5 separate regions of the Mus musculus genome follow, and all the other regions are linked to region 1. Evidence: chromatin contacts called from public ChIA-PET and HiChIP or PLAC-seq data. All regions are on one chromosome and are shown on one strand. The core of a region is the stretch at or near the end of the contact, and the rest is flanking DNA. Distances in the headings are between cores, read along the strand shown. Region 1 holds the start of Btbd11 (BTB (POZ) domain containing 11). Region 2 overlaps Cry1 (cryptochrome 1 (photolyase-like)). Region 3 overlaps Btbd11 (BTB (POZ) domain containing 11). Region 4 overlaps Btbd11 (BTB (POZ) domain containing 11). Region 5 has its middle 63 kb from the start of Cry1.

What was found. ChIA-PET counts read pairs in DNA pulled down with a chosen protein or histone mark. HiChIP or PLAC-seq counts read pairs in DNA pulled down with a chosen protein or histone mark.
Region 2: an RNA polymerase II ChIA-PET map of memory CD8 T cells shows a contact between it and region 1, with 16 read pairs. The contact joins the enhancer-like site here to the promoter of Btbd11 in region 1. A contact is called at or near these places in 3 of 484 Hi-C or Micro-C datasets (epidermal suprabasal cells, liver and nephron progenitors), 5 of 115 datasets of contacts at active chromatin or transcription factors (embryonic stem cells, memory CD8 T cells and pancreatic cancer cells) and 2 of 9 other capture datasets (adipose tissue and pancreatic islet).
Region 3: a contact with region 1 is called in an RNA polymerase II ChIA-PET map of memory CD8 T cells, with 216 read pairs. The contact joins the enhancer-like site here to the promoter of Btbd11 in region 1. A contact is called at or near these places in 7 of 39 promoter capture datasets (the 3T3-L1 cell line, 3T3-L1-derived adipocytes, embryonic stem cells and 3 more), 2 of 484 Hi-C or Micro-C datasets (CD4 T cells and embryonic stem cells), 21 of 115 datasets of contacts at active chromatin or transcription factors (craniofacial prominence, embryonic forebrain, embryonic hindbrain and 9 more) and 1 of 9 other capture datasets (pancreatic islet).
Region 4: a contact with region 1 is called in an H3K27ac HiChIP or PLAC-seq map of embryonic stem cells, with 36 read pairs. The contact joins the enhancer-like site here to the promoter of Btbd11 in region 1. A contact is called at or near these places in 7 of 39 promoter capture datasets (the 3T3-L1 cell line, 3T3-L1-derived adipocytes, cranial neural crest and 3 more), 12 of 484 Hi-C or Micro-C datasets (cerebellum, embryonic stem cells, myocytes and 4 more) and 26 of 115 datasets of contacts at active chromatin or transcription factors (craniofacial prominence, embryonic forebrain, embryonic hindbrain and 9 more).
Region 5: an H3K27ac HiChIP or PLAC-seq map of SST interneurons shows a contact between it and region 1, with 4 times the contacts expected there. The contact joins the enhancer-like site here to the promoter of Btbd11 in region 1. A contact is called at or near these places in 11 of 39 promoter capture datasets (the 3T3-L1 cell line, 3T3-L1-derived adipocytes, cranial neural crest and 6 more), 1 of 484 Hi-C or Micro-C datasets (nephron progenitors), 12 of 115 datasets of contacts at active chromatin or transcription factors (SST interneurons, bone marrow-derived macrophages, craniofacial prominence and 9 more) and 2 of 9 other capture datasets (liver and pancreatic islet).

Annotation. Positions count from the first base shown.
Region 1 is chr10:85,384,423-85,390,325 of GRCm38.p6, reverse strand. It overlaps Btbd11 (BTB (POZ) domain containing 11), which reads right to left and starts at 3,512. Exons shown (of 17, transcript NM_028709.2): 1 at 1,848-3,512. The coding sequence starts at 2,997.
Region 2 is chr10:85,158,726-85,164,628 of GRCm38.p6, reverse strand. The region is part of intron 1 of Cry1 (cryptochrome 1 (photolyase-like)); the gene reads left to right. Among named protein-coding and RNA genes, the nearest start is that of Cry1, 23 kb to the left of the region's middle. Within about 2 kb of position 2,713, at least 134 of the 459 cell types and tissues checked have an H3K27ac peak or open chromatin away from gene starts, as enhancers often do. A contact at or near this core is called in adipose tissue, epidermal suprabasal cells, liver and 1 more, where this site is marked.
Region 3 is chr10:85,564,553-85,570,455 of GRCm38.p6, reverse strand. All of the region lies in intron 3 of Btbd11 (BTB (POZ) domain containing 11), which reads right to left. Among named protein-coding and RNA genes, the nearest start is that of Gm40731, 23 kb to the left of the region's middle. Within about 2 kb of position 3,200, at least 8 of the 459 cell types and tissues checked have an H3K27ac peak or open chromatin away from gene starts, as enhancers often do. A contact at or near this core is called in memory CD8 T cells, where this site is marked.
Region 4 is chr10:85,537,865-85,543,767 of GRCm38.p6, reverse strand. All of the region lies in intron 1 of Btbd11 (BTB (POZ) domain containing 11), which reads right to left. Among named protein-coding and RNA genes, the nearest start is that of Gm40731, 49 kb to the left of the region's middle. Within about 2 kb of position 3,762, at least 38 of the 459 cell types and tissues checked have an H3K27ac peak or open chromatin away from gene starts, as enhancers often do. A contact at or near this core is called in embryonic forebrain, embryonic stem cells and neural progenitor cells, where this site is marked.
Region 5 is chr10:85,245,132-85,251,034 of GRCm38.p6, reverse strand. No RefSeq gene overlaps it. Among named protein-coding and RNA genes, the nearest start is that of Cry1, 63 kb to the right of the region's middle. Within about 2 kb of position 3,579, at least 3 of the 459 cell types and tissues checked have an H3K27ac peak or open chromatin away from gene starts, as enhancers often do. A contact at or near this core is called in SST interneurons, where this site is marked.

The sequences.
Region 1 (5,903 bases), core at 2,263-4,762:
GGAATCCCTGTAAAAGTAAAATGAGAGAGCAAAAGAACCCCAAGAGGAAGATGAGGAGTTGTAGTGCTGAGATAACTCAGGCTAAGGGCTGACTGCAGTGTGTGTGTGTGTGTGTGGGGGGGGGGCAATGGGAGCCTACAATAGGGAGACTATTAAGCTGGTCTGTGATTTTAGGTTGAGGGTGCGCTCCCAAACAAAGAACAATTCAAAACTCGGGGTTTTGCAGGTAAATCCCCCATTCTGAAAAAGTACACGGGAAGCCTCGTGCTCTGTCACCAGATGTTTTCAGTCTCAGTGGGATGTCCCTGTGTACTTGCAGCATGAGCCTGTGTCTGCGCAGGTCTGTACGCCTTGGTATCCTCTGGGGAGTATGCCTTAGGGCAACAGAGGGGTGGGTGGGGGATGGGCTTTGGCAAAGAGATTGCAGAAGAGTCTCTGGAATCCAGGCAGATCCTAGCCCCTCCCCCAACACACACACACACACACACACACACACACACACACACAAGCTTTGCTCTTTTCTTCCCCTCCCCCACGATGATCATATCCAGGTGAAGAGATTCAGTCAGAAAGTCCATCAGGGTAAATTTATAAACGGTTAAAGCTGGAGCCTTATACCCCAGAAGCCTGCTGGTTTGCTCCTTCGCATATTCACAAGGCACTTGCACACACATGCGCGGGCACACCCACATGCACACTCTTGGCACCCCAGAGGCCAAGCCAGGCCAGACGCATCTCTCCTTTAGCTTGGAGGAAACAGACAGGCTGTGACATGAATGAAATCTACCCAGCAAGGCTGCCTTTTCGCTCCGACCACGCAACCTCGGGCCAAACCGCTTGGAATACGTAACAAAGTTTTATTTCGCTTTTAGAGTCTCCAGTTACTCTTCTACCATTTCCTGTGGAAAATTGAAGCTTTGAAGTGTCTAGCTCAGGCTTTTGCAGACGGGGACCGCTAGCGCCACCCGGAAAACAAGCACCCCAGCACTACCCTATGGACATCCAGGACCCCAGGTTCAAACCCACTCGGCACCTTCCAGGGGGCGCGATGAGGGGATTTTAGAACTCCAGAAAAAGGGTACCTGTAGCTGATAACCCCTACCTCTGGCCTGGGTCCCTAGTGGCTCTCCTTCAACCAAGTGACAGATGTAAATCACCCGCCAGAGCCTGGAATACTTGGCCTTGCCACCCTCCACCCCACCCCCACTCCCCTATATCTCCAGCTCTGGGTTCAAGTACTCAGAAACTGTTCAGGAAAACTTGGAGCAATGCAGTGTTGTCTCTCCACCACCACCACCACCACCTACATGAACACGTTTAGGCCCACCCAGCTCTATCCTTCCACCTTCGCTGCCCTCAGCCATGCCTTCCTAGCGCATCCACAGCGACCCCAAAGGGCCTGGGGCAAGCGAGAGAACTGCATGGCAGACAAGTGAACCTGCCTCCTCCAGATCTTAGCCCAACTCGTGGGTACTGGAATGTGGCCCCTTAAAGATCACAACAGGGTTCTAGAAGCTATTCACGAGACTCAAACGTCTCAAGCCAGATCCGAGTAAAACAACATACTAAATTAAATGTAAAATAAAAAGGGTGTTGGATTTTGCTCCTGTCTTGCGGGAGGCAGCAACCTCCTGGCCCTGCACAAAGGGGGCGGAACCCTGTGTGCTCTGGGAACATTACTACCAGTGTCAACCACGCGGATCCCAAGCTCAGGAGTGAACCTACGGGTTCCTGGCTGTCTCCACTCTGGCCCCTACCTCTAAGGCCGTGGAGAGCGCGAGTGGCCAGAGAGACGCGGGAGGGGGACGAGAGGCAAACTTGAACCCGGAGTTGACAGAGCCACTTACCACTGGCGTTCTTCCCACAGATGAGGTGCTGGTAGGGCTGCAAGAGCCCCCAGATTTCCGAGTCGTTGTTGACCGTGTGCTCCAGGGTCTCCACGGTGAATTTGGGCGCTTCGTGAAGCGTGTGGTGGTGGTGATGATGGTTGGCGGCGACGGCGGCGGTGGCTGTGGTTGGCGGGACTGCGGTCGCCGCCGTGGCTGGCGGGGCGCAACAACTACTGCCCCCGCTGGCGCTGCTGGCTGCGCTGCAAGGGCCACCGCTCGCCGCTCCCCCTCCCGGAGTCTCGCGCTCCTTATCCGCTGCAGGGGCTCCGGGGCCTGAGCCGGGGCCTGGGCCAGAACCGGAGCTGGAGCCAGGGCCAGGACCGCTACAGCTACGAGGTAGCCCGGAGGCCAACACCCGCGAGTAGATGTCCCGGAAGAGACTCTCCATACAGGCGGTCAGGTAGATGGCGGCATGCTCGTGGATGCGCAGCGCCACGCGGCTGTCCACCATCCAGCGGTACACGCGGCCCACGGAGAAGGTGAGGCCGCAGCGCGCCGACTTGCCACGGCCCAAGCGGTCGCCGCCAGCGCTGCTCATGTTATAGAGGGACAGCGCGGCCAGCGCGGCAGCGGTGCAGTGAGCCGCCAGGCCCCAGGACAGTACGATCTCCATGGCACTCTGGATCTCGTACTTGGTGCACTTGGCGAAGCGCAGGCTCAGGCGCTGCGCCTCTTTAGCGATGCGCACTAGAGCCCGGCTTACCAGCATCGAGAGCTTGGCCAGCGCGTCCTTGGGCAGGCTGCCGGGGACCGCTGGGCCTGCCCGGGGATCCCGCGAGCGCAGCAGCAGCAACTCCAGTTCCTGGAGGGTCCAGGGGACCTCGTCGAGGTCCGGCAGCAACCGCGAGCAGTGCTGACCGGCGCAGTCCAGCCCCTCGGAGTCTTCCACCAGGGCAGTGTTGACGGTGTCAAAGCTGTTGTGCCGGCTGTGCATGGAGTCAGCTAAAGGCGGCCAGCAGCTCCCGCCATACGGGGACGCCGGGTGAGAGTCAGAACAGCACAGAGACAAGTTGGAGGAGCGCACAGAGTCCGCCGCGCCACCATAACCCGAGTCCAGCGTCAGATCTTCCAGCGTTCGCACCACAGGCTTCTTACCTCTCCTGGCCATCGCTGCGCCACTTCATGCTGCAGCCGCCGTGGAGCCGAGGGGAAGGAAAGGCAAGGATCTGTGGGCACCGGGGTCCTCGGGGACAGCGGGGCTCCACGTCGCCTAGGCTCACTTTCCCACCTGGCGTTGCCAGCAAGTGTCACTACTTTCGCCTGTCTCCCCGAGCCGTCACCACGGGAAGATACACGGCGGAACCTGAAGTCATCTTCTGGAGTCGGGGCCAGAGCGAGGGCGCACTGAGCCGCGAGCCAGGCCGGGAAGGAAGCTCCCGCCAGGACCCGCGCCTTTCATCCAAAATAAAAGTGTCTGGTCCTCTCCTCCCTGGGACCAGACGGATGCAGAAGCCTCCGAGAGCCGGCCACAGTGTCGATAGGACCTAGATCGCCCCAGATACGGCCGCCGCAGCTCGGCGGGCTACGGGCTCCCCCGGCTCCGGGATCCGGGCCGCGGTTCTCTTGAGCTCCCGCCCCGCACTAAAGCGCTGTAGCCAGGCGGCTGCAAAACCCTGCTGAGCCCCAGCAAACCAAGCAGTCAGAGGGCGGGCGCATGCAAAGCAGGGCCGTCGAAGAGCCAATGGAATCGGGGGATGCTAATTACTTAGGTTTTTTTTTTTTTTTTTTATTCCTCCCTTCCATGCGGCCCCGCCCCTCAGACACGCCCCCCCAGGCCTTGACCAGGGCTGCAGCTAGGAGGGATCCGCGGCCTAGGTGGAAGCCTGGAGAAGAACAGTCATCCTGCAACTGTAGCTTCCCTAGTTTCTGCTTTCGAACTATCGACAAAAATATCATTTATATCGTTATTTGTTCCACTCTGCGGTTCATAAAGTGTTTGTCCGAGGGTTACTTTCTGCTTTGGCATTTTAGATTTCTCTTTCCCTCCCACCAGCCCATACAAGATGCACGTTTCTCCTCCCTCTTCAGGCACCCTGACTAATTCAGGCGGGTGCCGCTTCTCAGCCTGGGTTTGCTCCAGCATGGAAGGAAATAAAACAGGAAAGTAGTGAGGGGGAGACTGATAATTGCCACTGGGAAGCGAATCTCTAGCCATAAACCACCTGTCACCAGGACTTTCTAGGTTTGTTCGGCAGACAGGAATCTACCCTTAAGTTCCAGGGTGTGTGTGTGTGTGTGTGTGTGTGTGTGTGTGTGTGTGTGTGTGTGTGTTCCGGCCACTCTGTGGTTCTGGTGGACAATGCTCTAGACTGCTCAAACTTAAATTTGTGCACAGGAGAATATTCTTTTCAGCTAAAGAAAGATACAAAATATATGTGTGTGTCTGCTGCATTTCTGTGTCTAACAGCATCATTGCTTGGCTATTTGTCTATCTCTACCTACCTTAGGAAAAACCTTATTCATTCAAAGATTCCTACCTCCCTTACACAATCCTATTCCTACAAGAAGCCCACCCTGATCTCCCAAAACTATCCTGGGTGTTTCCACCACCCCACCCTCTTCGATGGCTTCACATTTCTGGGCCCTTGTCACGCTGGCTTGCTACTATCTATTTATTTGTCTGGATCCCACATTGGGCTAGGGAGTTGTGGTAAATGTATGAGTCGACAAGGGAAGGACGTGCTTTGAACTGCTGGTTTGAACGTTCAACTGTGGCTGAAGGGATGTGAGAAGACACTCAACATCACTGGCCATCAGGGTAACTGCAAATCAGAACCATAAGGAGCTGCCAGCTCATGCCTGTTAGGATGGCGATTATCAGAAAGTCAAAAGATTACAAGCATCAACAAGGGTGTGGAGGATAAAGAAGAGTGTACTCTATTGGTGAGAAGGGAAATTGATATAGCTATTATGGAAAATAATGCCGAAGATCTTCAAAAAATTACTAATTAGAACTACCATGTGATCCAATAATCCCACATCTGGATCTTTACCAAACAGAAATAAAGCCACTATTTAAAAGATCTATTTACTCCCCTCTCCCTGTTCATTGAAGCATTATTTGCAATCGCTAAGAGAGAATATTGTTCAGACTTCAAAAAGAAGGAAATCTCACCATGTATAACAAATGGCTAATCTGGACAGTATCATCCTGCTAAGGGGAGTGTCTCACTTATTGTGTGACTCTAAAAAGAATCACACAGTAGCACCAGAATGTACGATGGTAACTGGGTGCAGACAGGGGCGGGGGATTGTTCAGCACACAGACTTATATTTACAGATGATGTGTTCCACAGTTCTAGAGACATTACATACATGCAGGGTGGCATCTAGAGTGAATGATGATGTCGGTAGGAAGTTGTCTGTAAGTGTTCTTATCAGGCAGAGGAAAAGGTCAGATGTATGGGTTGAGAGGTATGTTAATTTTCTTGATTATGGTAATTATTCACAATACATATAATAAACACCACATAGTACACCTTAAATGCCTATCATTTTTGTTTGTCATTCAAATCTCAGTAAGGATGGGGGTGGGGCATAGGCAGCTGTGGATTCCCTGCCGTTCATCCTGCATATCCCATGTCATCCTGTAATTTCCATCCTAATACACGTCCATAGCAACACGTTCCCTTTCCTGTTCTCTAATATCAGAATCTTCCTAAAGTTTACCTCTTATGTTGTCACGCATAACAAAATCAAAACTAACAAACCACTCATATCAAAAAATGTGAGCTATTTTATTTATTTATTTATTTATTTATTTAGTCTCCCAAGTACCTAAAGTTTACACTTATTACTTAGCTTTCAGGAGTCCCACGCTATTCTTAAACTTCCTTTCTGTAATTTCACAGAGAGAGAGAGAGAGAGAGACAGAGAGAGACAGAGAGAGACAGAGAGAGACAGAGAGAGACAGAGAGAGACAGAGAGAGACAGAGAGACAGAGAGAGACAGAGAGACAGAGAGACAGACACAGAGACAGAAGGAGAGACAGAGAGGCAAAGACAAAGGCAGAGA
Region 2 (5,903 bases), core at 1,464-3,963, 220 kb after region 1:
AGTGAACCCAAATGGAGTCAGGACAAGGTAGCATTATATTATTGCATGCTCTATAGAAAAGCAGTGTTATATAATACAGAGGGCACAGCTTTGGAGTCAGACATATTCATATTAAATTCTTTGATGTTTTGGTTGTAAATGTAGCCTTTAACTGCTGAGCCATCTTTTTAGCCCTTAAATTGTTTTTTAAATCTAAATATTTTTACATTTATTTGTGTGCGTGTGTCTGCACACATATGTGCATGTATGCATAGGCTTGCACATATATACATGCATACATTACATAGTCTGTGTTTGGATACCAGAGAATGACTACAAGAATCTATTCTCTCCTTTTACCATGTGGATCCCAGGTCTTCAGGCTTGGTGGCAAGTGCCTCTACCTCCTGAGCCATCTCACTAGCCCCAAATTATAATTCTTATTTCATCTCATAGCTGAGTTTCAGAAAACGTGCATGATAAGTTTTCTGACTCTGTAGTGGTTTTTTTTAATGTGAAAAAGGGTTGTATACCTCCATGCCTATAAAAATAGACATGAACCAAATATTCTTTTCCTATCCTACTTTAGCATTGACTATTGAGTCAAGCTTTAAAATCCTTTTCATGACATAATTAATTTGTTTAGTGATTAATTAGGTAGATAATCCATAACACTTCTGCTCTATTTAGGAATTGTGTGGGCACTGGAAAGTGCTAAGCCTGGCCTTACTCAGAACTTTCTGGCCAGTGGCTAGTCCTTCTCCATCTTTCTCCATGCCATTGAACTGTATAGATAGTCAAAGGTGGTGCTTCTTCTTCTTCTTCTTCTTCTTCTTCTTCTTCTTCTTCTTCTTCTTTTTTTTTTTTTTCGAGACAGGGTTTCTCTGTGTAGCCCTGGCTGTCCTGGTGCTCACTTTGTAGACCAGGCTGGCCTCGAACTCAGAAATCCTCCTGCCTCTGCCTTAAAGGTTCTTCTTTACCTTCACTGTATCCTTGACTTTTTTATATCTTCTTTGCCTTAGAGTAGGAGTAAAAGACAAGAAATGCTTTCTTCCTTCTGCTTTTTCACAGTGTGTCAGTATTACCCATTTGTGCTACAAAGTTGTCTTTTATCCTAGAAGGCTGTAAGCAGTTTCTGTATATGGTGCACATGTTCAAGTACCTTTCCTAGCTCTGTGGACATTACAACATCACAGTTTTAGCTCTCATAAACTGGTGGATGAAATTAGTTATCACTCCTTGGAAGGAAGGCATTTTAGAGTTGTTCTGAGGCAGTTTTAGTTGTTAAAATGGCTGAAGGAAGCTAGAGGACCTGGACAGGCCAGAAGTGGGACACTGTCTTTAGTGTAGCCTGTGGTGCCTCAGACAGTAATGTGTAGCCTCAGACTTGAGTCCAGAACAGAGTTTCTCATATTCTGAATGGAAGTCCAAATTCATTGTGTATCAAACCAGGGGTATTGAAATACTACTTTATATAGAGATTTTCTGGGTTCACTTAATACCTGTACACATCAAGAGAAGCCTCAGAACTTCAATAAGTCATGCTTATTACCCCAGTGAGTCATATCACCAAGAACAGCAGGGCTCATCCTATTTGAGACACCCAGTGACACAACTTCACCAGTCTGCTGGGTTTGCAGCTTTTGAATTAAAAATTTTTTTATATAATGTCTTATTTTTTCAGTCACGGTTTTGCTGAGTTTGCCAGGTGGCATTGAGTTTAGATACTCCTGTATCAGTAGCCTAAAGATTCTAGAATGCTAGAATACAGGTGTGTACTGCCAGGCCTGACCTTCAGCTTTTTTCATTATTTCTTTAATTTCTTAATTTTTGATGTTTGAGAACTGAACCTAGAGCCTTGACCATGCTAAGTGAATGTTCTACTGTTGTACTGCACACATAATCATTTTCTTGGGTCACACCTGAGCAACCACACTAAAAGCCCTGTTCTGCCTCTGTTGGTTCTTTGGAAGGGCTTGTGAGAAGGTTACCTATAAATTTTGTTTTGATTGCAACACATTGGTTTTAGAAACAACTTTTTGTTCTGCTATGTCTCTGGACCTGTGCTTTTAATTCTGAGCCTGACAAGTGCAGAATTCACCTTCGTGATGTGTACTTCATCTGGATTAAATGCTTGAGTATTGGCTGTTAAGAAAATGTGTATCACAGTTGACAGAATAAATGAAAGAACTAAGAGTTTGCTAGAAATTTTAAAAATGGAGCATATAAAAACCTTATTCCATACTTAGAGACACACAAATTGCTATTTATAGTTTTTAAATCTCTAATCAAATACTTTGGGGTATGGCTGAAAACCCTTCTTTTTTTATTATTTATGGTAGTAGGTCCACATCTTTTTTTTTCATATGTACAGAATACATGGAGATGTTCTTCATGTGATTTTAATGATTTTAGTATATATTCTTTAAGTCGGGTCTCTAGGGTCGACACTGTATGGTTTTGGTTTAGAGAGTCTAAGAGTAATCTCCACTGGTGACTGTTATGACACAGTGTAGAAACTATGGCATAGGACAGATGACTGTGTTATATGAATTCATAATGTCTTGTTTTCAGTAGCAGTGGGATTATGTTGTATCTTGCCATTGCCTTTTTCAGACTATTTTATAGACAGAACTAGAAATACTAGTTATATAAGCTGTCCTAGCACAGACTAGAAAGTAGGTCATTGTGATGGGAGTATGCTAAACCACCCACTGGTTGCTATAGCGATGACCTACTTTAGAAACTATTTCTGTTGATTCATGTTGAAATCATCTTTTGGAAGTGGCATAAGGAAGTTACTACATGTACGTTTTTATAGTAGTAAAAGGTAGTGATTTCTAGAGGAAAATTCCTTAAAATATTTAAAATGAAGAAGTGCATTAATCTCTTCGTGGTTCATTCAGTATTATAATTAAGTTGTGCTTCTATACATTAAGGAGTGCAGTGAGTTTTACTATCATTTGGCCTTTTTAAAAACCATTCTATTGTTTTATTAGCCAGACCTTCAAATGGGAGTAAATGACTATGCAGTGTATGCCAAATTTGCCTGTTCAGTGTCGAATGATGTTTTAAGACATCTTTATATGAATGTTGAAATGATATTCTCTGGAGCACACAGTCTGAACTCTGAGTGACCCCATTCTAAATTGAGGGCAAAGGACAAAGGGTTAGATTTTGTATAGCTTTCAAATAATAGTTTTTATTTATCACCAAAAAGAAATTTCACTGATCAGTGACTTGACACTTTGAACCTACACTATTGAAGGTTTATTTTCTGTAGTACTACCACAGAATCACAGGCTTTAAGATGAGTTAATTTTGAGTTTTTATTGTACAGTACCTTTTAAATAGTTAGCTATTTATATTAGCATTGGCTTTGTCACTGGGGAAAATCAAACCTTGGGTTACAGTCACATTCAGGGAAAGGCACACGTTTAGTGCGATCCTGTATAAGCTGAGCATCCAACTAACTCAGTCTCTCCTACTGCTGTGCCCAAGTATTTACATGTATACATACATGTGATTTTGTTTTCAAAAACAGGTATTACCCTTTTTTTCTCTCTCTCTCTTTTTAAGGTGGGTCATGTGGGTTTGCTATAGCCCTTGAACTTGGGATCCTCCTGCTCCACATCTTGAGAATTATGAGTTTACAGTTCCCCGCTCAACCTTAAGAAAGAAATTATTCTGAAGGAGAAGTAACAGTAACTTCTATTTAATGGGTTTTAGCCATTGTGCTACTAGTTGGTTTTATGTGTTTCTAATCCCCTCAAAAGCTATGGAAAACAAGCCCACTAGCATATCCTACTTCAAACCTTTTCAATAGACTATGCAAGACCTATGACGATATTTACCAGATGTAGAAACTAAAACATACGTTAAGAATCAGACACAGGCACTTAATATGAAATCCACAGAAACTAGTGGGGTGTGTGTGTCTATGTATATGTATACATGTGTATACATGCTTGTATGCAGTTGTGTGTGCTGTAAGAAACAATTTGAATTTTTTCTAGGACTAAATACATTCTCCTCTGACAGTTGAGAGAATAGAGAAAGTACCTTCAACTCTAAGACTTAAGACAATAAGATATAACCTTGAGATAGGAATTGGCAAAATTATTTCAGACTGAAGAACAGATCACAGAGTAGTAGCTTGGTACAGAGGAGCAGCAGGAAGCAGGGTAGAAAATGGCCCTGAGATCATTGGATGGCAGCTGAGAACATACTTTGCTCTTTACTATATAAGGAGTGAGTTTTGAAGACCTTTGTACAAGATCATACGTCTCACAATGATTTGATAATGTACTGGATTATGGTGATAGAGATTGTTGGTAGGTAGATCTATTTTAAGACACTGCAGCAAATACAAGCAAGAGATAAAACTAGAATTATTGTAGTAAAAATAGAAGTTGGTAGCAAGGAGGAAACTGAGAGGTATTAAATAACACATACTAGTGCTCACTGTGTACAGAGACTGCTCTGTGAGCCCCACATGTGTGAACTGATTCTGTTCTCATGAAAATGTCTATGTTATGGGTCCTATTATACTTCAGTTTTATAGACAGAGAAATTCAAGGTTTTTCACAAGTTGCAGATATGGTCCCACCCTTTCTACTCTGAAGGAATGTGTGCTGGTTGCCAATTCTGAGATTTTTTTTTTTAATGAAGCTATATGTCCATTTTTATCTCTAACCAAAACTTCATTTCTCAAGGGTAGATATAATAAGAGCCTTGGTAAATTACTTTCCAGTTACTTGTGCACATCTAAACATAAATTGACACGTAGTATAAATTTTATTTGATTAAAGAAAAGTTCTTATAGGTGCGTGAATATGAATTCATGTGCATGATGTTAATCTAGACTTGGTTGTTCATCTTATAAACTAGTTATATCCTTTTGGTGTTATATTTTTCCACCTTACCTCTTATAGGCATGGCTCCATGATTAAGTTTAGTATGAAAAACTCTTCTTGCGAGTTTCATTAGAAAACATGGTCTCATTGATTACAGCCAAGATTCAGAGATTACCTCTGCCTTGGATTTACTCTACAGGACATGTGAGCTTTGTGCTAGTTCTACTTAAACAAGCTAGTTCATTCTATTTCTTTTACCAAAATGTTATTTGATCTTTATTAACATCTAAGCTATCTCAGATATACCTTGCCGAGAGGTGAGCTTGAGACTAGTTAAAAGCACTGCGAAATTCTGAGGACCAGAATTCAGATCCTAGCAAACACCTAGCAAGCCTGGTGCCCCTCAAATGCCAGCAATACTAGTGCTTTGGAGAAACAAGCAGGATTGTTGGGGCTTGCTGTCTGCCGGTATAGCAGGGTTAAATGTGAGCTCCGGGTTCAGGGAGAGACCCAGCCTCAGAGGAATAGGTGGAGAGTTATAGACGAGAGTATCTGACCGTCTCCTGTCCTCTGGTGATATGCACAGGCATTCCTCACCACACACACCCCAACACACACACACACACACACCAACATGAATAGTCACCCTTTCAGCTACACACTCACAAATAAATAATCTTTAACAACTGTTTTTTTTTTTTAAATAAAACATCTCTTTGGGGGCTACAGCTGCTGAACTGAGAGAATGCTTGCCTCACATGTGAGAAATGCTGGATTCGGTCTCTGCACCATATAAAGAAACCTAGCACAGTGACACATAATTAGAATCCCAGAACTCAGGATCAGAAGATTAAGGCCATCCTTGACTATAGCAAACTCAAGGCTAGCCTGAACTACACAAGACCATGTGTCTTGTCCCCACACCCCCAGTCTTGCTAAGAAAGCACATGAAGTTCTACAAGTGCCCATAAACACTTGTCACTTATTAGAGGATGCACACTTGTGTACACTCTTAGGAGCCTCACATGTTTTTGTGTCAGTGTGCATCTACTAACAACAGCCTTCTCT
Region 3 (5,903 bases), core at 1,951-4,450, 180 kb before region 1:
CTTTAAATGAATCAATGTGCAAAGCTTCTTCAGCTTCTATTATAGTCCAGGAAAGCGAGGCTCAGAGTGGCTAAGTAACTTATCCAAGATCACTCAGTCAATGAGGGTGAAAGTCAGGATACCAATGCAAGTGCTATAGCTCCAGAGTGCCCAAAGCGGCGTAATTCTTTTGTTTTATATATATATATATATATATATATATATATATATATATATATATATATACATACACACACACACACACACACATATATATGGATATGGATCAAAATCTCATCGTGCCTTGTAAATAGATATAATTATTATGCATCAATTTTATATATAGTGAGTGGGCTATGTTTGCTAGAATATGAATAAGAATTCTTTCCTTACTATCAGTTTAATATTTTTTGTTTGCAGTCAAGGATGTGAGGGTGATACTGCACTCTGTCTACAAAGTGCCTCACATGGTACAAGCCAGGCACAGAGTAGATGCTGATGAAATAACAGTATCCCATGGGGTGGCAGAGGGCCCTTTTATATGCAGCACCTAGCACATCTGGCACATTTTTTGGCATGGGGTGATGACGTAGAACATCCTCTAGGTCCCTGAGGGCAGGTAGGTGGAAATGCCTGATTGTTAACAGTGTGTGTCACTGACCGCACTGCATGGCAAGTGGTTGTGAGTTTAGCAGTCATCCAAACAGCTGAAGGAGGAGAAGTCCTTTCTGGATGACAGCTATGGAAACAAGCCTGGAGAGTATGCAGCTTGGAAACTGCAGAGCCCGTACCAAGATGAGGACTGCTTGAGTGGGCACTGACAAAATGGCTCTCCCAGACAGCACCCAGGGCTCTGTATTAGTATTAGAATGCAGCCGCACTTGGTCCTGCAAACACCCACATGGTGCTTATGATCTGCAATGTACTGAGCTAGGTTCTGGTTACTTAGTACAGTCAAGCAGGAAGAAGGGTTGGTAAAAGAGGTGATGCCCAAGATTAACCAAGATTAACCTTGTAATATGAACTGAGGATGGTGGCTAGCTGGTGGGATAGAAGGAAGAGAGAATTCCCAGGAGAGGATACTTATGGGCAACGAACCTGAGTCACCACTGTGCACAACTTCTGTAAACATGACCATGACTCTAGGTGAGCCCAGTCTGTACCTCAGTTGTCTTCAACATGAATGCAGCAAGTGAACTTCATTTATTCTAGAACATCATTTGACTTCAAGTCCCATGCCCAGTGGCAGAACAGTTCATTGAAATGTATGTCTTCAGGGGTTAATCAATAGGCAGAATATAACGGCATGCCCATGTATCATTAGGTATGGCTCCCATAGATTCATGTGTTTGAATGTTTGGCCCATAGGGAGTGGGATTATTATTAAGGAGGTGTGGCCTTGTTGGAGTGGATGTGGCTTGGTTGAAGAAAGTGTGTCATTATGGGGGCAGGTTTTGAGATCTCCTTTGCTTAAGCTACATTCAGTGTGGTACACAGTCTCTTTCTGCTGCCAGAGGATCAAGATGTTGAACTCTCATCTCCTTCTCCAGCAACATGCCTGCTTGGATGCTGCCATGTTTCCAACCATGATGATAATGGACTAAACCCAAGAAACTGTAAGCCAGCCCCAATTAAATGCTGTCCTTTATAAGAGTTGCCTTGATCACGGTGTCTCTTCAGAGCAATAAAACCATGACCCAGTGTCACGAAGGAACGTAAACACCTTTGTCTGAAGTCACAGTCCTTGCCTCTGGTCACAGGGGCCATGCAGAATTTCTTCTTCATAGCCTTTCGGTACTCATCATAGTTTATATAATAAGGATGCTCATTTTATGACATATAAACATCCATGAAGATCACAAAAGACACTGATTGGGATGAGGCTTTCAAACGTTATCATTGAAAAAGAACGCCATCATCTGTTAAGAGGAAACCAGCCTAGTGACTATGAACACACACCAGAGGTCAACTCCTAGGGTTCAAATCCTCCAACTTGAACTACGTGCCCTTGGGCAAGCTAATCAACTCCAGCTAGGTTAAGACAGAGATTCTCAATGTATGGGTTGGGACTCATTGGGGGAGGGTGTCAAATGACACTTTTACAGGGGTCACACATCAGATGTCCTGCATATCAGACATTTATATTACATATCATAGTATCAAAATTACAGTTATGAAGTAGCAATAAAAATAACTTTATGGTTGTGGGTCACCACAACATGAGGAGCCATATTAAAGGGTCTCAGAATTAGGAAGGTTGGGAACCACTGGGTTAACAGGGTCTAGAGGGAAAGTTTCATGAACACACACACATCCATCCATATATATACACGTACATAATCCATATATATATATACACATACATATACACACACACACACACACACATATGTGTGTGTGTGTGTGTGTGTGTATACCTTACCCCATGAAGAGTATAGTGGTATTTAAATTTTCAATCTGAATTTGTTGTTTAAGTGATAGTTACAATTCACATCAAGGTCAGCTTTTTTGTATTTTTCTGGAACAGGCCAAACACTACTTTCAGTTTTATGAACATTGAACTATCTGTCGCTAGGAATTGACTCTGCCACAGTTCAAAAGCTGTCATCTAAATAATACGTAAGTGAATGAGTGCAGCTGTGTCCCAGTAGAACTGTATTTTCAAAATCAGGCAGTGGACCAGTTTGGCCATAGGGTGTCGTCTGCTAATGTGTGCACCATGTTGACATACAGCACACTCATGAACTATAACCTGTAGTTTCACACTTACTGGGGTTGGAATAAAGTTTTACCTTGGTCAGATAAAGTAAGTTGTAGCTATGTCCAAGTTACAACCATATCATATTTTAAACCATTGCCTCTAGCATCAGTTATTTCAAATTTGGCATGGCTGGTCTCCTTTATTATAAATCATTTGTGTGGTGGTTGAGATTTGGGGCCAGTTTCCAAAAGTCCTTACAGTGGTTAATCTTAGTTGTTAACTTGATGGGACTTATAATCACCGTGGAAACAGATCTCTGAGCACGTCTGTGAAGGATTGTGTAGATTAGGTTAGTTGAGATGAGAAAACCCACCTTACCTATGGATAGCACTGTTTCCTGAGGTTCTAGAATGAATAAATAGAAGAGATCCAGCAGAGGGCCAGCCTCCATCCCCTCTCTGCCTCCCAATTGTAGATGCAGTGTGGCCAGCTGTCTCATTCTCTTGTTTTTATGAGTTCCTTGTCCTCACCTGTGAGCCCAAACCACATCCTTCCTTGCCTAAGTCGCTTTTGTGAAGCATGTTTGTCATAACAAAGAGATAAGCAACAGGCATATATCAAGCAGGGCCCTTTTTTGTGCTTGTTCATCCAGGCCCACCAGATGAATGAGCCAACTCGGTCCTCCCTCTGAAAAAGGAGCTGGCATCCTTTCTCTGAGAAAAGGTATTATAATACCTGTTGAAATGGCCAGAGCTATCTTCTCTACTCTGTTTTCAGCTTGTGAGACTTCCAGGGTGTCAACTCAATGTGTCTTTGTTCTGGGACAATATTTTGATTCTCATATGTTAGAGTATAAGCCAACCAGTCATGACCTGTACGTCCAATAAAGTTCAATACAAACTATGAAAATAAAGCATGTGTGTACTATTATTGTTGTTGTTATTATTTAAAAAGAGTAAAGAAGAAAGTGTGTAGTAGGGACTTTTTGGCTCCCAAAAACCAGAGCTAACATTCCCAGGTATGGGAATTCCCATGCTATGTGTCATGGTTCCCCAAGCTACAAATTCCCCTTCCCAGCTTTCCCTGCAAAGGTTCAAGTGTATGATCTGAAACTACACAATGTGACAGGTGTCATGTCTAGCTGACAAGAATGGTGACAGGGATTTCCCTCTCTTGGGGCAATGGTGACAGAAGTCTTCCGGAGTGTCTCATGGCCAGTAGTAGTGATGTGCGTCAGGTGTCTGTGTCACCTCCACTGATGTAGGCCTGGGTGTCACTTGGCTACTGCTCTAGGCTGTGACCCTGGAGTTGTGGCTCTCTGGTTCCATTGAATATCAGAAGTCTTTGAAGGCTCAGCTGAACATTCAGACTCACAATTTATCCTAGACCTCAATCTGGCCCAGCAGCCAGCACCCTATGTTCTAGTTAATAGAAATCTAGGGAGCCTTTTACTCTGGAGAAGCTACCATCTACCCAGGGAACACTCAGGTGTGGGGACAAGGTTGGCCTGAATAGTTGTGGGGATTTCTGTAGCTTACAAATCCCACACGTCTTAGAGGAATCTCATAGATTTAGTCACCAAGGTCCCTTCAAAAGAGTGACAAGAGTCAGAGAATTGAGAAAATCCTAAAGCTCTAGGTCCTTGTCGAACACTTCCAGAACCATCAGGCCAGGTGTAATTTATCAATATGTGGCCATTCGGGTGCTGCACAGTGTTGCCTAGTAACACAGCCGACACTGAAACTTTTTATCAAGTTTCCAGGGGAACAGAGCCAGGGAATGAACCACAGGTCAACTTCTCACAAAGACTGCTCATGCCCAGTCTTTCAGAGCTTTTCTTTCGCTTTAAGAAGTCCCCCTGGGCTTAACTTAGGCAAGTAAGCATTCTGATAGAACATTTACATCCAGCCTTCTGCACGTTTTTGCACAACCCTAGGATAGCCCTTGGGAATCTGTTGAAATAGGAACATTGTTTGCCCTGTGCGTGAAAGTGCCTTAGGAAGCAATGGGTAGAGGGGAACTTTTGGTAAAGTGAGGATCTATGAAGAAATAACTGGATGATATTTACCTCTAGGGTTCTGGTCTGCTTGTTTTATGAACTCTGTTTCCTCAAGTGTAAACTCTCTTGCATGGCAAGGCTGTTTTGTTACACACCATTAGTTTTCCTCAAACAGTTGGCAATTCATGAGTGACTGATGCTCACAGTTATGGTTGAGATTCCCCCAGAAGGCATCCTGCCACATTTGTTTGTATGTTCTGCTTGCAGACGAGGTGAGAGCTATTGCTACCTGGAATCAATTCTGTTTCTTTTTTTTCCTTCCAGAAAGACTGGGGGCAGGCAGACCTGTCTATGTCTGCTCTTCCCAATGAAGCGCTTCGCTGTTCCGCCCACACAGCGCCAGATAATTAAGGCCACAAAGCATTCCTATTTGTTCTCCCATTGTTATTATTATTATTTTACATTGTGGCAATAAACAAGTGAACCCATCCATGGCCAAAGACATGGAGGAATCACTGATATTTACAGCAAAGATAATGACTTGGGGCGGGGGTGGGGAGGACTTGTTCTCAACATAAGATAATTCTATTTTAAAAGTAGCTTACCCTCAGTGTTAAGGTGTTCTGAACATACCACTATGGTTTGGAAAATAAACAGCTTAATTATAAGTCTCACAAAAATCTGTCTTAATGTTAACAAAATGAGTATACCTGTCATGCTGGACAGCCTCTAGAAGCTCTAAAAACAGTAGCCAACATCCTGACAAAACATAGGCTACAGCAATTTTATACTCCTGCTGAGCTTCTTCAAACCACTACAAAGAAGAATGGAACCATCCACAACACTGTAGCAACGGGAAAACTGAGTCCATGGGACACAGAAAATAGCTTCCACAGGCTATGTCTTAGCATTTCCATCAAGAAAGACTCTTTGGACCAGAAGTGACTGTGTGAGACATGAAAGAATCCACATTTAGTCAGTTATGCCATAAACATCTATGTTGAAATAGAAAAAAAATCAGCCCTATTCTTAAGGAGCTGATGGTCTAGAACACACACACACATATACATACACACACACACACACACACATACCATATACACATATGCATACATCATGACCCTATACAAATTTGCCAGAAGAGAGCCAGGAAGATATCACTTGTTAGGGGTAGGGACATAATTCAAAGAGGAGTCCTATCTCTCAAGGTAAGTTCTTTTTGAA
Region 4 (5,903 bases), core at 2,513-5,012, 150 kb before region 1:
TATTGTCATGGCGAGAAGCATGGAGACAGGCAGACATAATGCTGGAGAAGGAGCCCGAAGTTCTACACCTGGATTGGCAGGCATCAGACAGTGATGCTGAGCCTGACTTGAGTTTCTGAAACTTCAAAGCCCACCTACAGTGACACAATTCCTCCAACAAGGCCATACCAAGGACACACCTCCTAACAATGCCACTCTCTATGGGCCCACGGAGCCCAATTTCATTCAAATTGCCTCATAGGGCTTAACACATAAACTGAAATACTTATTTTTTCTAATGTAAAAACTATCTAGGTGAATAAGAAGGCCTGAACACCAAAGTTTAGTGTCTGATGCAAGTCTATTATTGGAGTTGAGGACAGAATGACTTGCTGATTAAGATCCAAGGTCACAATTGAATTCAATTAAGATTGAAGTTCAGAGGGGTGGGAGAGATGGTTCAGCCGGTCAAGTATTTGTTGCAAGCCTGAAGACCTGAAAAAAGCATATAAAAGCCAAATATGGGGCTGGTGAGATGGCTCAGCAGGTAAGAGCACTGACTGCTCTTCCAAAGGTCCTGAGTTCAAATCCCAGCAACCACATGGTGGCTTACAACCACCCGTAAAGAGATCTGGCGCCCTCTTCTGGTGTGTCAGAAGACAGCTACAGTGTACTTATTTATAATAATAAATAAATCTTTGGGCCGAAGCAAGCGGGTCTGACCAGAGTGAGGGGGGTTGACCAGAGCGAGCAGAGGTCCTAAATTCAATTCCCAACAACTACATGAAGGCTCACAACCATCTGTACAGCTACAGTGTACTCATATACATAAAAAAATAAATCTTTTTTTTTTTAAAAAAAAGACAAATATGGCAGCATGAACCTGCAACCCTAGCCCTGGTGTGTGTGTGTGTGTGTGTGTGTGTGTGTGTGTGTGTAGACAGGAGCTTGCTAGCCAGGCAGCCCAGGGAGAGACCTTGCATCACCATCACCATCACCATCACCATCACCATCACCATCACCATCATCACCATCATCATCATCATCATCACCATCACCATCACCATCATCATCACCATCACCATCATCATCATCACCATCATCATCATCATCACCATCACCATCATCATCATCACCATGTTGAGATTGATAGAGGAAGAGTGCTGATGTCAACTATACATGTACACTCACCAATGTACACACACACACTGTCCCCGAGAAATCTGTTTTCGTGAGATTCTGTGTATTTTTCATTTGGCTGAAGAAGGGAGTGCATTCAAATCCTCAAAAGGGGTTGTTACCTCCAAGAACTACAATCAGTCCACCGCTGTGAGTGCCACCACAGCCACGCCCATCAAGGTTTCTGATCATGGCTGGTGCTGAGGTGCAGAAAGGCAGGCAGGGCATGGCCTACGGAGCCAAGTTACTTTGCAAACTGGATAAGACTTCTCCAGGCTCCAGGCAGTTTCTCTACCTGTTGAGAGCAGCTAAACGGCGGGCACTGTGAGTTTATTGAGATGATTAAACACAGCAATGTACTGAGACCCTCCGGCCTCTGGCGTGAGAGCTTCACAGACACCGCCCTACCAAACCTGAAGTTTAGTAAACTCATCTGTCTAGTATCTGGATTCAGTGAGGATCCTCCTTCCAAGGTCTCGTGTGACTGGAGAAAGAGAATCTTTTGGTCAAGTCACCCAGTGCATAAGACCTAAGGGCTCTACTACTCTGCACGGGATCTCGGACACACTGTGTCTAGCAGCTCCTCTGTCATGGAGGCTATCAGATAAGCTGCTCTTCCAGCCTGCTTCCCTTCTGAGGTGCACAGCATGGCCCTGTGGCAAACAGAGTGCCCCACCTTCCTCTGTTTTTTATCGCTGGACCTGGGTCAGGGATATACTTCCCCATGAGGAGAAACCCATACTCGCCAGCACCCAGCCTTCCCCCACCCACCCTCAGGGACGATGCTGGTGCTGATGGAGGAGGAGGCCAGCCAAGCTTTACTGAGTGCCAAATCAGTTGGCACTGTACCAAGTACTTTTTATATTTACATTAAAATGTATTTGAATTCTCACAGTCAGACTTGTTAGCATTCAGTCTAAGCTCCGCCCCACAGTTATCTGGCAACAGCCAGGTAGGCCTAACCCACCATAAAAGGGGCTGCTTGGCCCCTCCTTGCTCTCTTGCTCCTCTCTTGTTCTCTTGTTCTTTCTTGCTCTTCTCTCACTACTCCCATATGATCATAGCAGGCCTCTATTCCTCTACTTCTCTCTCTCTCTCTCTTTCTCTCTCTGTCTCTCTCTCTCTGTCTCTGCCTTTCTCTGCTTCTACTACCCCCTTAACTGGCCTTCTCATGCCCTTAATAAACTCTATTCTAGTCTACACTATACCATTGCATGGCTGATCTGTCAAGAGGAAGGGATGCCTTGGCATGGGCCCAGTGAGATAGCCCCTCCCCCCATACCTCATCACACCTCCATAGAACATACCCCTTCTCTCTTTATCTTTTCAAAAACACTACACTAAAGTAGAAGAACCTGTTGTTGTTATTATTATTATTATTATTATTAATTATTAATTATGGTGATGTGATGATTTGGAGGCACCAAAAGGTAATAGTTTAGGACAGTCTCTGAATTTGAATGGTCTTCCTTTGAACCATAACTACAGTACGTATGGTGGCTTGACACTCTTGGCCTACAGGTTGCCTATCTTTGGTGCTTCCTGTGAGTAACCTAGAGTTGTGATGCAGCAACGGAAGTAGCCAGGATCAGGAGATGCATATGCCATGCTGAGGGTGGGGTGACAACGTGGGTCTGGTTCTCTTGGCACAGGGTTGGGCTCTGCCTCCTCTGTCTCTGGCTGCAAGAGAGTAGACTGTGCTGGCGCTGGCTGCCAACCTGGGCTCAGTCTTCCATGGAGTGAGAAGCTGAAAGCGAAGATCCTGCCAGCAGCTCGGCTTTCCCAGCGAACGGGAGGGATGGAGCCTTGGAAGAGACACAGCTCACTGCTAATGCCCACTTCGCCACCTTTCGTGGGGGTTGCCCGGCTCTGACTTGGTTGTCCTGGCCCTATTCCACCCTTCGCAGTGTTTGATATTGCTCTCGCCATGACTGGTGGAGAGGCAGAAATGGGATAATATATATGGACAAGCTGGCACAGTGAATGGAGTCGATAAATGTTTGCTAATAAAGTAAGTAAATGAAGTTCTTTGGAGCTAAAGATTTAGGAAGTCAATAACCCAGTCACTGCTAGAAGGCTTTCTTTTACTGTTAGATTTATGAAGAAACAAAATAGAAAGTCAGAGCTTTTTTTTTTTTTTTTTTTTTTTTTTTTTTTTTTTTTATGTCTATACCACCAGTTTGGAGCTCCTCTTTTATTTTAAAAAGATTTGGCAGCAGGAAGCAGATTTAGGGCTGGTTTAGTTTGCCCTCTGTCTATGTGAAACAAGCCCTTTTTCTGCTAGTGTGAGCACAGTTCCTGGTTCACAGTTTGCCCAAGCACGAGTTTCCTTTTCAGAGATCTTAGAAATATTGGACCCAGAGCACCTCAGAATGAGAGTGGAGGAAACATCAGTGTAGATCCTTTCTAGAAATGGGTGCCAGGGCCCACTGAGATGGGGAGTCTAAAACCTGCTTAAGGAAGGGCGTGCTGACCTTCAGAAAATGCAAATACCTGAGCAGGTTGGGTCGATGCCTGAGGCCCAAGGCCTCCAGCTTAGCTGTGAATACAGGCCTCCACCAGCTGGAATATTGTGGAAGAAACAGCAGAGGTCAGACTACGCCCTGTATTGTCCTGTGTGGTCCCGTGAAGCCGCCCCAGGCAAGCCCAAGGCAGCCTCCGTTTTGGATGTTTCCTAGGGACTCAGTACCAGCTGGGATTTGAGAATCAGACTCCACAGAGCAATTCAAAGAGCTTGAGTTCTGGAAGCTGGGTTTGGCCCACAGCGCTGATGCATTTAGTTAGCCTCCCCTGAAGCACTAGTTTCCTTGGGAATACTATAGAATAATGGAGAACTTCCAGCACAGCCATCAGTTGCCTTGCTGCTGGAAGATTAAATGAGTGAAATACAGCTTGCTCTCTATAAATAGCTCAATAATGGCAGCTGCTATTATCATTATAATTGTTGTTGGAGGACAGTCAGTGGAGGAACAAAGGCCCAGAGGCAGGTGCTCAGCATGTGGGGGAAGTGCCAGAGCGGAGGGTGGTAAGTGGACACAGGCAGCTGCAGATCACAGAGGACTTTATTAACCGGCCAGAATCTCCACCTTCACCTACAAGGCGCTATGCTTCTCTCTCAACTCACAGCCCATTTTCTAGAAACAGTGATCTCACACTGCATTTCCATCCTCTCTTCCCACCTCTATCCCCACTTCCACTGGTCTAACAAATTCAAGGTTATCCAGGTTATCCGACTTGGGATGCCAAGGACTTGAAGAAGCTTCATGCCCTGCTTTCGAGGAACTTTCAGTCCAGGCAGCCAGGGAGGCAGCGAGAAGGGCAGTGGAGACTGCCAGAAACAAGACACAGAGAGGTAGGGCAGGTAGAATGGAGTCACAAGCAGGAAGTGGCTGAATGCGATCTCACAAGCTGTCCTTCCCTCTGAGAGCCACAGGCAGCCAGCTTTTCCTCCTGCCCAGCTAGGGATGAGCTAGGGCTAGCTTCCCTCTGGGCTTAGTGCACTGTGGGAGCTGTGCTGCTCTAGAGACTTGGTATAAGAGGCAAGGAACGGAGACAATGGGAAGGTTAATGTGACTCTAACACTGGTGGCATAATGAGAGAATTAACTGGAGAAGCAAGAAAGTCAAGGGTTAAAAGCTTAGCTCATTCTCTCATTCAGTGAGCATTAGCTGAGCACCTACTAGGCGCCAGGCAATGCTCTAGGTTCTTAGGATATGGTAGCAAAGTACTGGAAAGCCTTGATATTTGTGCCTAGTACTTGTGTTTCAAATCAACACTCTAACAACATGACTCAAATATGCCAGCAACAGGCAGTAGGGGCCACAGAGGAAATGGCAGAAAATGATGAAGAAGAAGCCCTAAAGTAGAGGCTTGAAGGAAGTGACAGGAAGTATCAGGTATTTCTATTAAAGAGTGGGACAACAAAGGGGTCTGTAGGAGGAAGAGCCGAAGGTGGTGTGTGCTGAGCCTGTTAGAGAAAGGAACAGAGTAGCAAGTCCGGAGATGTCGTCTGGTGATAGAACACTGAGGATGGATTGGGTGAGGCCTAATGGGTGACCCCCAAAGACGTTGGGTCTGACCTTGAGCAAGGTGGGACACACTGGAGGATCCTGAATGGAGAAGGGTGGAATTGGACCTGGTTTTGAAGGGCCACTCTAGGGCGGCTAGGGCAGAGTAATTATAGTAATTAGAGGGCATACATAAACCGGGCCAGACAACGAAGATGCTAAGTGGATGCTGGGTGTAAGAAAAAAAGAGAAGAGTCTAATCGCAAGGGGCACAGGGTGGGTCTGTCTTTACTTGAGGGGCCTGGGTTTGGAGAAAAGGCCATGTATGCTTAAGATCGTGCTAAGCACACTTCCTTTCTGCTCCTTGGATGCAGTCTTCTCACGTGAGCCCTGGGGTGGGAGATACTTCTTGCCCTCTTCAGTCCTGCCAGTAGGGATTGTTGCTAATCATACCTGCCAGGCTGTTGGCCCCCTTCCGCACTCCACCCTCTTCTGTCCTAGGGTCCTGCCTCCACTGTATCATCCATGCAATCTCTCTGCATGGTCCTCAGTGCTATCTACCTTGAAAGGAAAGAAAAACCACATTTTCCAGTTCCCCCATATCTTTAGTGAAGGAACTTCCTACGGCTTAGTGGGTCATGAGAGCACTTGCTTTAAGCCCTAACTCTTCCTAAGAAGAGTCTCGGAGGAGTGTTATAGAAGATCTCCCACGAGGTCTGGCGTAGCTGTGGAAGTATC
Region 5 (5,903 bases), core at 2,330-4,829, 140 kb after region 1:
TTTGCGTACTTGGCTATGATGAGTGTGAGCCATGAGAACAAGAGGGGAATTCCCTGGCTCTGGATCCCCCTTAATTTCCATGTGGCCACCTATATTTTATGACTAAAGCTTACTTTGAATGGTACTGAATTATGGAACTTTCTAACATAAGACCATTGAGTTTGTCTTAACTTTAATGCATTTGGATGTGTGGCCCATAACCTTAATGGACCCCAGCTTTTTCATCTAGAAGGGGTGATGGAAACACACATACAGAGACTACTTGGGGCCAATCTGACAGTCTTTTCACCTCCTGGCTAATAAAATCCCAACTTTTTGTAGGTAGTGATGAGCTCACCACCAGGGGAAAATCGGTGATCATTTAAGGCAAGGGTGGCAGTCCTGTCCTTTGTCAACTACCCAGGCTAAAGGTCGGCTTGTGAACCAGCACAGGGTCAATGAGCCTAAGGAGAAGTCTGGAGGCCTTCAGAAAGTTGCTCCTCTTTGTTGAAAGAACAGGTTCCCTTCAACTCCATTGACTTCATCCTATGTTAAATGCTGAAGTGTTAGGCTATGCTGCTCAGAGCTCCTGAAGCTAGACCTTGCCAGGAGATAGTGCCAACGTAGCAAAGATGCAGTTGGACAGACAGGAAGATCCAGGATCCTCCCTGATGTTGCTGAGCCCTTGAAATAACCCTAAGCCAACTTATTTCCATTCTTAACATTGCATGAAAAAAAGAAAAAAGAAACAGTACAGTATTGTGTTTAAAACACTTGTCTTTGCACCTGTTACTTGCAGCCAAGAATATTCCAAACTGAAACAAAGCAGATGCCTTTCAGAGGTTTTTCCACTCCAAAACTGTCTAAAAAGAAGAAAAGAAAAGAACCACTTAAAACACGGGAGGGAGCAAGACTTCTTGAATATATAAAGGACAGGACAAATTTTAATATGGGAAGAAACAATTGAAGGTAGCTAAATCCAGATATATCAACCAGGTGACAAGCCTATCAGAATGAGCTTAAATGCAAATTGGGATGTCCACAGAAACAGGAAATTGGGCCAGGTCCCCAAGGAGAAGGAGGAGAGCTAGTGGTTCAAGGCTTAGGGACACAATTGGATAAAAATGTGCAACTTCACCATAAAAAGGTGATTATAAAATGTCTTTAGAAATTAAACTCATCTGAAGTAAATGCTAGCTCTTGATAAGCAAAGGAATTCTAAAGCTGGACTGTAAGTCATCCCTTAGTATCTAAAATTTAAGTGTTAAGAATAGAAAATATAAATGAATTGAAGATTGTCTCTGGCTCCTATACAAAACGAAGTTATTGGAGGGCATTAATGGGGATAGTATCTTAGCTACCTCTTTATTGCTATGATAAGATGTCATGCATGACCAAGGCAACTTATAGATGATTTTTTTTTTAAACTGGAGCTCATAGTATAGGGAGTAAGTTCATAACCATCATTTCAGGGAACAGGACAGCAGGCAGGCACAGCAAAGCAATTAGAGCAATAGTTGAGAGCATACATCATGATCCACAAGTAGGAGGCAGAGCGAGCTAACAGGGAATAATACAAGCTTCTGAAACCTCAATGCCTAACTCCAGTGTGGTGGTTTGAAAATGCTTGGCCCATGGGAAATAGCACTACTGGCAGGTGTGGCCCTATCAGAGGAGGTGTGGCCTTGTTAGAAGTGTGTCACTGTGAAGGTAGAGCTCTGAGGTCTCATAGTGTGGCCAGGGTGATCCAGAGCCTCCTTCTGGCTGCCTGCAGAAGACAGTTTCCTCTTGCCTGCCTTCAAATCAAGAGGAAGAACTCTTGGCTCCTCCTGCACCACATCTGCCTGCAGACAGCCATGCTTCCCACCATGATGATAATGGACTGAAATTCTGAAACTGTAAGCCAGCCCCAGTTAAATATTCTCATTTATGAGAGTTGTCTTCACAGCAATGGAAAGAAACCCTAAGACACCCAGTAACACAGCTCCTGCAACAAGGCCACACTTCCTGATCCTTTCCAAACAGTTCTACCAACTGGGAACCAATTATGCAAATAGATGAGCCTATGAGACTACTCTTATTCAAACCACCACACGTGCCAAGCATAGGAAGTGGAATGTGCTCAAAGTACATTACATATGAGCACGAAAGTGACTTTGTGAGAGCTGGAGACATGGCTAGGGTTTAAGAGTGTGTGTTCCTGCAGAAGATCCAAGTTTAGATTCCCATGTCAGGTGGTTTACAACTGTCTATAACTCCAGCTCCAGGGCACCTGATACCTTTTTCTGGATTCCATAGGGACTGCAATCACATAACCCATACACAGACACAGATATATACACACAATTAAAAATAAAATAAAATAAAATAAAATAAAATGATTTTTGAGGGGCTTTTTAAGACAGGATTTCTCTGTGTAGACCTGGCTGTCCTGGAATAGGACAGATGAGGTTGGCCTCAAACTCAGAGATCCACCTGCCTCTGCCTCCTCAGTGCTGGGATTAAAGGTGTGGGCTACCATCAGTAGCTGAGAGCTCTTATTTCAGACTAATAAAATAAATCTTAAATAATAGAAATGGCCTTCTGAAACTCAATACTATCTGCAGTGAATATATACCAATTTAAAAAATGAAGTTATTCTCCACCTGTATCTGATTCTGTAAACTATGTATGAGCATCGCCTGCAACTGTTTCTTTATAAGACACTCCATGAATATTGGGTTTAATTTGACTTTATATACCCACATATTAAGTAACTCTTATCCATTTGGAGTAGTAACTGGGAAACAATGACAGGGAGACGGACACAATGGCTAAGTCAGAGAACTTCTTGCTTGACTCTTGGAGAAGGGACTCAAAGACTTCAAGTCCCACTGGAGAAAACAAACAAACAAATAAATAAAAAACACTTTAAAGCTCATATGTGGGTGACATAACAGGGTTATAATAAATAACCAATGTCTATTAAATATTCATTATGAGCCACACATAGTATATTCTTGGTCTCTTTTGGTTCTTGAAACAGTCCCCTAGGCTGAGAGTCTTCATTTTGCCCATTTTACAAGTGAAAGAAGTAAGTGAAAGATTAGGTTCAGTCCTCTCACCAAAGTCATTCAGTCTAGAGAGCAGCAGGGCTTTCATGCCTTCCTCTGTCCGAGTTATATATTTATATATATATATATATATATATATATATATATATATATATATATATTCCATTATTTACCACTGTACTCTGCTGCCTCTTGGGGGAGAGGGGGAGAAGAAGAGGGTGAAAAGGATGAATGGGTTCAGGAAGAGTGGATGTGAGGAGAAAGTTGCCTCTCAGAGAGGCAGGATCAAAGAAATACAGCTAGCAGAGGGGACTGGAGAAGGAACACAGTCTTCCTCAGAGAATGGAGACAATTTGGGAAGGGAAAAGGCTTAGCCCAAAGCTCAGATAGAAATGGGTAAAACCGGTATATAATCTTCTAGTAAAATTGGGATGGGGGAGAAGCAGGGCCAAGAACAAACAGAAACAAGCACACCTGAACCCTTCTGGCCACACAGAATATCTCAAAGCAAGTTTTACTTCCTATGCAGGCTTCCTCATAGCTCAGCTCCCCGCCCCCCAACTGATGGAACTCTCATTCTGGGAAAAGCAAAACATTTGATGAATCCTCCACTTGCCTTGTTAGCAATTTCTTCTTTTAGAAGATTCTGGGAGCAGTAAAGAAGCCATGTGACTGGGGGATGGTGCTGGTAAAATCAGATTTTCGAAGGGTCTGTACAAGAAGAAAAAAATGAGAGACACATAACAGAGACTGAACAAAAAGTCCTATAGCCATAATCCCTGAAAGGCTAAAGCCCCAAATCCTGGAGGCTGATAAAAATATTACTGAGAACAATAAAGAAAGATTCTGGCTGAGATAGCAGTACATGCCTGAAATCCTAGCACTCCAGAGGCAGGAGGATGTCTCAAACAAACAAACAAACAAATGAACCACCTGCTTGGAGTTGAAAACATAATGCTAATATTAATAAAAGAAAAATCAGTAAATGGAAATATATGGCAAATTTGATTGGATAGGGATTCTTTTTCTTCTTCTCCTCCTTCTTTCTTCTTTCTTCTTTCTTCTTCTTCTTCCTTCTTCTTCTTCTTCTTCTTCTTCTTCTTCTTCTTCTTCTTCTTCTTCTTCTTCTTCTTCTTCTTCTTCTCCTTCTCCTTCTCCTCCTCCTCCTCCTCCTCCTCCTCCTCCTCCTCCTCCTCCTCCTCCTTCTTCCTCTCTCTCTCTCTCTCTCTCTCTCTCTCTCTCTCTCTCTCTCTCTTTCTCTCTCTCTCTCTCTCTCTCTCTCTCTCTCTCTCTCTCTCTCTCTCTCTCTCTCTCTCTCTCTCTCTAGCTAAGAAACTAAGGCCAGTGGTATGAATGAGATCCAGAGGGGCCACAGTGGAAGATGTATGAAGCCTGGAGCTGCATGAACTTCTGGGTAGAAATGAACGAACATCTATTCATCCTAGATAAGGCACCAAAGAATGATTCCACCCATGCCCAGTCAACTTTCTACCTCCTTTAGATGCTAACAGGTTCTCAACCTGTGGGTAACATCCCCCCTGGGGTTCACATATCAGATATACTGCTTATCAGATATTTACATTACAATTCACAGAAGTAGCAAAATTATAGTTATGAAGTAGCAACAAAGTGCTTTTATGGCTGGGCATCATGAAGAACTGTATTAAAAGGGGCACAGCATTAGGAAGGGTGGGAACCACTGCTCTAGAACCTCCCAAGGCCATGTGCAGCTAGGGTAGAATGTCATACATCTGGAAGAGGGGACATAGAAAAACTGAGTGGCTAGAATCTCAGATGACACTTCCCATGTCTTCTGTCCATGAGGCACCATTAACAGATCCAATATGCTGAAGGTCCCCTCTGGCTCATCAGACTGCTCTGTCTGACACAATAAAGACGGAGCCTGGGAGATGGCTCAGTGGTTCAGAGCACTTAGGACCTGGATTCTGTCTTCAACACCCACATGAAGGTAGATCACAACTGCCTATAATTCCAGCTCCAGGGGATCTTATGCCCTCCTCTGATACAGGCATCAGGCATATGCATGGGGTGCTCACAAGGTTATAGTGGTCATATTATCCATAGAGAACAGAGTTCTATAACACCACACACATGAAGGGATCTAGGAAGAAACAACTTGTCAGAAACCGGAAGAGGGAGGAGCCAAGCACGAATGCTTGAGGACATCAGTCCACTTCTGCAGACCATAGTAAATGTAAGGCTACCTTGCAAGAATGGAAGCCAGCACACAAGTCTCTGACCTCCCCTCCCTTGGTTCCCTAGCCAAATTCTCCTCTGACCAACCCCAGCTGGGATTCTTGGGGTTAGCAAGGATCTTGAGACTAGACCAGGAAGCTTCCTCAGACAGAGAGCGGCATGGTAAGCATGGATATTAGGGATCTCCAGGAAACAGCTGGCAACTGCTTCAACTATTCTAATGCTTCTAAAATGATCATATGCCATGGATTCAGTCCTTTAGAATACAGATGTTCCTGAGGTATTTCGTGACACCTGTTTCCTTTTAAAAAATAGAAAGTCTTCTGTCTAAGCCTATGTTGGTGGCCCAACTCTTGTTGTTTGTTTGTTTGTTTGTTTGTAGACAGGATTTCTCTGTGTAGCCCTGGCTGTCCTGGAACTCACTCTGTAGACCAAGCTGGCCTTGAACTCAGAAATCTGCCTGCCTCTGCCTCCCAAGTGCTGGGATTAAAGGCATGTGCCACCACTGCTGGCTGGTGGTCCAACTCTTAACCAATATTGAAAATGTTTGTGGTACAAAAAGACTTCTTCTGGATTGCTGCAGTAGAACCAGTTTGGTGAGATCCTCTTGGTTTTATGGAACGAGAAACATCATATTTCCAGTTACGTTGATGC